Linked DNA regions of Mus musculus: region 2 is linked to region 1. The links are chromatin contacts, called in public ChIA-PET maps. All regions are on one chromosome and are shown on one strand. Each heading gives the region's core, a stretch centred on a gene start, on an enhancer-like site or on the middle of the called end of the contact. The rest is flanking DNA. Distances are from core to core; before and after follow the strand shown. Region 1 overlaps Inpp4b (inositol polyphosphate-4-phosphatase, type II). Region 2 overlaps Inpp4b (inositol polyphosphate-4-phosphatase, type II).

The links. ChIA-PET counts read pairs in DNA pulled down with a chosen protein or histone mark.
Region 2: an RNA polymerase II ChIA-PET map of memory CD8 T cells shows a contact between it and region 1, with 7 times the contacts expected there. The contact joins two enhancer-like sites. A contact is called at or near these places in 3 of 15 datasets of contacts at CTCF or cohesin (CD8 T cells, the NIH/3T3 cell line and large pre-B cells), 22 of 484 Hi-C or Micro-C datasets (CD4 T cells, CD8 T cells, CD8 central memory T cells and 9 more), 12 of 115 datasets of contacts at active chromatin or transcription factors (the 230-238 cell line, CD8 T cells, Th17 cells and 6 more) and 3 of 9 other capture datasets (adipose tissue, liver and pancreatic islet).

The regions. Positions count from the first base shown.
Region 1 is chr8:81,496,509-81,499,288 of GRCm38.p6, forward strand. All of the region lies in intron 2 of Inpp4b (inositol polyphosphate-4-phosphatase, type II), which reads left to right. Among named protein-coding and RNA genes, the nearest start is that of Gm51582, 160 kb to the left of the region's middle. Within about 2 kb of position 1,428, at least 25 of the 459 cell types and tissues checked have an H3K27ac peak or open chromatin away from gene starts, as enhancers often do. A contact at or near this core is called in CD8 T cells, the G1E-ER4 cell line, Th1 cells and 5 more, where this site is marked.
Region 2 is chr8:81,766,201-81,768,980 of GRCm38.p6, forward strand. It overlaps Inpp4b (inositol polyphosphate-4-phosphatase, type II), which reads left to right. Exons shown (of 25, transcript NM_001024617.3): 6 at 1,894-2,012. Among named protein-coding and RNA genes, the nearest start is that of Gm25267, 390 kb to the right of the region's middle. Within about 2 kb of position 1,366, at least 162 of the 459 cell types and tissues checked have an H3K27ac peak or open chromatin away from gene starts, as enhancers often do. A contact at or near this core is called in CD8 T cells, the G1E-ER4 cell line, Th1 cells and 5 more, where this site is marked.

The DNA.
Region 1 (2,780 bases), core at 178-2,677:
TGCTGGAAACTAGCCATCTCTAAGTAGTTTCAGCACAGTATCTATCAATAGAACTCCAAACTCCAGCTCCAGTTATCCATGATGTAACTTTCAATTTCAAGAGTGTCTGCTACCACCCACCCAATATCTGATCATGTTCCTCTCGTCCCCTCCATGTCCTCTTTCCTACTCAGGTCCCTCCCTTTCCCTTCTGCGATTGCTTTCTTCTTCCTCCCAAGTGGGATTGAGGCATCCTCACTTGCGCTCTTTGTCTTGTTAACATTTTTAAGGTATGAAGCTCTGAGGGCCAGCAGAAAGAATGGAAACAGATAACCTCAGGAGAGTGGAGATGGAGAATGTACCAGAGACCTGGGAGGTAGAAGACTTTCAGGACTCAAAGGGAGGGACATTAAAGTGAATGCCCTACAGTGCAGAGAGGGAACTCATAGAGCCCACCTGCAGCAGAGGTTGCCATCCCACAGTCAAAAACTCTGACCCATATTTTTTCCTGCCTGAAAGAACTGCAGGGACAAAAATGAAGAAGAGCCTGAGGTAAAGGAGATCCAGCAACAGGCCCAAATTGAGATCCAGCTCAAGGAGAGGTTCCAAGGCCTGACACTATTATTGAGGCTATGGAGAACTCACAAAAAGTGGCCTATTGTGACCACCCTCTGAAAGACCAAATAAGAAGTTGAAAGAGTCAGATGCAGATATTTGCACCCAACCAGCAGGCAGAAGCTACTGACCCCTGTGGTTGAATTAGGGAAAAGTTGGAAAAAGCTGAGGAGGAGGGTGATCCTGTAGAAGGACCAGCAGTCTCAGCTAACCTGAACCCTTGAGATCTCTCAGACACTGGGCCACCTACCTGGCAGCATATACCTGCTGATATGAGGCCCCTGACACATACACAGCAGAGGACTTACAGGTTTCCACTCAGTCAGAGAAGATGCACCTAACCCTCAAGAGGCTGGAGGCCCCAGGGAGTGGGAAAGTATAGTGGTGTGGGGAGCTGGGGATTGAGGGCATCCTTGTGAAGATGGAATGGGATAGAGAACAGTCAGAGAGTAGACAGGGAAGGGGATGACAGCTAGACTGTAAAAAAGGATTAAATGATTTATTTTTTAAAAAAGAGTGTCTACTGTGCAACAAGTTTCTATGCTTTGTCTCTTCTTGCTTCTTTATCTTGCTGTTTGACTCATCCTGTATTGCGGGTGACACCTTGAGTCCTCTTTGTGATAGACAGAGCTTCCTGTGTTACCCACTCTTACTGAGATATCTTCATTGGTTTTGGGGGTATTACTCTCTTTTTCTCTCAAGATCAGTCATGGCAACTGACTACTGAGTGCCAGGGTTTGCATATGTGTGTTTTCCACATGGCAGTGCTACAGACACTGATGGTTATGCTCAAATTTTGGCACAATGAGTGCTACCAGAACAAACAGAGACTGCGTGGTCCCTGTCATGTCTAGCCAACTCTTCACTACCAGAGTGTTTCCAGTGTTCTCTAAAGCTGTGTGGTTTGGAACAACAGCTTTTTGATCTCTAAGCAGAAAGTCCCTTTCTGTTTCAGTACTCATTACCTCTAATGGATATAAAGAACAGTGGTACACTTTCTTCCATTCTACTGGGGATGAGATAGGCTGCATAAAACTGAACCATTCCATAAGAAATTATATATATATGCATACACACACACACACACACACACACACACACACACACACACACACACACACACATAAACTATAAACCGTAAGCATCAGACCCCACCCATGCTCAATTATTTAATGGCACTCACTGGACTCATTGTGAAAACAGGGGGGGTACATTTTACTTTTGTCTTCCTGAAGCTCTTACCTTAGTCTTAATAATATGTTTAAGAAAAATCTTTTCACCTTTGCTACATACTGACCTCTTAACAGGAAATCTGGCTGATATAGAATCGATGTCCAACCATTTAATGTAACTGAGTGAAAAATTCATTACCTTTGTTCTATGATATTAACTCATCTTTTTAAAAAGAAGAAACTTTTTATTCACTGTGATGGAATTTTGAACACAGAATTATCACTTATGAGAAAGTGTCTCTGTTAGCAAAGATTAATGCTTCAGATAGGATTATTAAATTTTTTCTTGGGTTTAAAGTGACTGTGTCACTTTATGAGGGTTATTTTTTTTGCAGTCACTTCTGACAATATAGGACATCAGAAATATTTCAAAGTTTGTTAGCTAAATTATAGAAATAGGTTCACACATAGAGTAGGAGACAGTGTGCAGGCCACGTACTGTTCTCCCACACGCTCCACTTTAAGCGTGGTCTGATATCTTTTTTGTGTGTAGATGAGGGGTCAGTCCTAGAAGGAGTTAGGAAACCTGTTCTAAACAACACTTCTGTCTTAGTTAAGGTTTCATTGCTCTGAAGAGACACTATGACCAAAGCAACTCTTATAAGGACATTTAATTGGGACTGGCTTACAGTTTTAGAGGTACAGTCCATTATTATAGCAGAAAGCATGGCAGCTTTCAGGCAGACATGGTGCTAGAGGAGCCGAGAGTTCTACATCTTGATCTGAAGGCAGGCAGAAGGAGATTCTCTTCTGCAGGTAGCTAGGAGGAGGCTCTCTTCCATACTGAATGGAACTGAAGCATAGAACCTCAAAACTCACCTCAAAAACTCAGTGATGTACTTCCCCCAACAGGGTCCCATCTACTCCAAGAAGACCATACCTCCTAATAGTATCACTTCGCATGGGCCAAGCATGTTCAACCTTCCACAGCAGCATAGAAGTACTTAAAGTAGA
Region 2 (2,780 bases), core at 116-2,615, 270 kb after region 1:
TGTGACTTATTTTGATCAAAGATGTCAAGCACTCATAAGACAGAGGGAAAGCTGCCACCAGAGAGTGGGCGAGGTGTATGCATGTGAAACTCCAAAGCCCCTCGCTTTAAACTCCCAAGATGCTTGTCAGCTTCAGTAGAGGTTCACAGCGAAGAGAAAAGCAAGAGTGCTAAAATGAAATGCACATCATAAGGCAAGGCAAGGAAATGATCAAACTAACCACCGAAGAGCAGGAAACCTTTCAGTGAAAGACATTTTCCAGTGGTATATTGATATTATTGAAACCATGTGTAGGTGGGTTTTTGTTTGATTATCTTTAAATGTAGATTTATCAGGGTGAGCAACAAATAGTAGTGTTAGAGGGTCTCCCAAAGGCCGATGCACTCTACCAGAGATCAGGTTGGTATGCCAAGGACAGAAATGGAGAGAAGGATATTTTGATATAGCTAATGAGCAGAGTTCCTCAAAACAGGGAAGGTTAAATAAGCGGTAGCTATTTTTTCTCCACCCATGCCTTCCTTAGCTTCTTTTGTTTTGCTTAAGGCATATGATTTCAGTAAGAAAAATTTAACAACAAAATACCAGACAGGAATAAAACTCCAAAAGTTTTTCAAGACATTAAAAAGTTAAATAACACCCCCCACACACCGCATCCCCCCAGCATTTATCAGAAGTGGGCCTAAGCCAGATGGGTTTCCTTTGAAAGGGCCTGTATTTTCTCTCATTCCCCTTCTATAAATAAGGTGCTCTGCAAGCCATTGAAAGGTGATAATTACATCTATAAATTGCTTTGCTTTCAACTTTCAAATTTAAGGAGTATTACCTTTGTCCCAGTGCCCCTGCAAACTGCAGAGGTGCCATTGCAGGGGGTAAAGCCACCCCCTCCTCTGCCTGTCTTCTTGGTCCCTGAATGGGATAGGGATGGTGTGGAACCCTGGACACCATCACTGCGAACCACTTATGGGGCTGCTTCCCCTTTACCAGAAACTGCGTCTGCTGAACAAAGGGGACTTTTTAATCACAGTCAATTTCAAGAAGTAGAAATACTATTTCAAAATCAGAGGTGGAAAGTAGGGAAGAGAGTAGATACTAGACTTATTGAAAGGGAGTATCTTTTATTCCTGCTATTTTGTTCCTTTCCAAAACTAGAAAATGCTATGCAACAGAGGAAAACACTCCAGGGAATGTAGTCCTGTAGCTGGCGCTGTAACAGGAGCCAGGCTGTGTCAAGGAAAAGCTCGTAGAATGTGGGGCCCCTGGGCAACAATTACCAAGTTGCTCTCTCTCTGGATGGTCCTGAAGTCCAGACAGAGGGCTCTTTAACCCCTGGCTGCTTCCTCTTCTGCCTAAGCTCCGCTGTGGCAGAGTAATCAGCCTTCCTGTTTCCTCAGTGCCGAGGACTATAGAGGACCAGGTAGAGGATTGTGAGGCGTACATTCAGACATTTGACTTAACCCAGCCAGTGTCAACAAGAGACATCTTAGTTTCCTGGCTGTGGCCCAAATCAACTTACTTCATGCAAGAGTGTGAAAGAAGCCCTAGGGGTTATTGGCTAATTAGAGCCCTCACATTCCCTGGCTGTGTGTGTCTACATTTTCACACACTGGAGCTGCCATCCCGGAGCACTCAAGACTTGCATGTGCTGCAAATGTGGTCAGTGGAAATGAACTCTCAATTCAGCTTGGCAGCACGTGACTTCCTATTTCTGTAAGGTACTTCCAAGAGACTTCCTCTGTAAAGCCAGCTGAGAGCCAGGAGATTTCCTTCACCGGCTAGACAAAGTTGATTTCAGCTCTGCTCAGAAGTTTGCCTAGAGAGATCGACTGAGTTCCTTTCTTTCTTTCTTTTTCTATTTTTTTTTCCTGCTCTTTCTTTTTCCTTTGCTGTTGCCAGCCTGCAGGGATCTTGTGGCTCCTGTCAGTGATCGGAAACTGAATACAGTAGTCCAGATCTCAGTAATCCACCCGGTGGAGCAGACCCTGACGAGGTACTCCAGCACAGAAATTGTGGAGGTGAGCCTGGCTTGCACGTGTTTCTCTCTGACTCTGTCCACCTTTGCCTCTCTCTCTCTCTCTCTCTCTCTCTCTCTCTCTCTCTCTCTCTCTCTCTCTCTCTCTCTCTCTCTCTCTCTCTCTCTCTCTCTCTCTCCCTCCCCCCACTCTCTTTCTGTGCAAGCTTTTGTCTCTGTGTGTGTGTTGTGCTCCTGCTCTCTCCTCCCCCCACCTCTTGCTCTCTCCTGCCCCTCCGCCCCTCTGAACAGCTGACTTGAGTTAACTTGTGGTCTCTTGCTGGCTGTTGCTTTTGTCTGTCATTAAGGAACACAGATCTGAAATGTCTAAGCACATGCAGAGTAAACACATGGAGAAGAACTGGACTTTTCATTGAAAGATTTTAGTTTTCTTCCAGAAAAAAGCTTTCCACTCCGAATTCCCAAACAGAACAGAATGTTTGTCTAGAAATTTGTGTTTCTCTATGTACATTATCTATGTTGATTTTAAATACAGTGGAATGAATATATTTAATGAGGGAAAAAGAATAAAGTACCCACATAGTTCAAAACAAGTGAAGAGGTTTTTGCTCTCCCCTCACACCCGGGGGCCCAGTCTAGTCCAACAGTAAATACTTTATATTCTCTGCTAGGTATGCATTTCAAAGTACTGTGTTTTCTAAAGAACAGTAAGTGACTAACTTGATTAGCCATTTGTTTCCAGACAGACATTGTAAATATCACTCATGAGATGAGAGATTCCCTGCTTCCATTTATTGTTGCTAATACAACA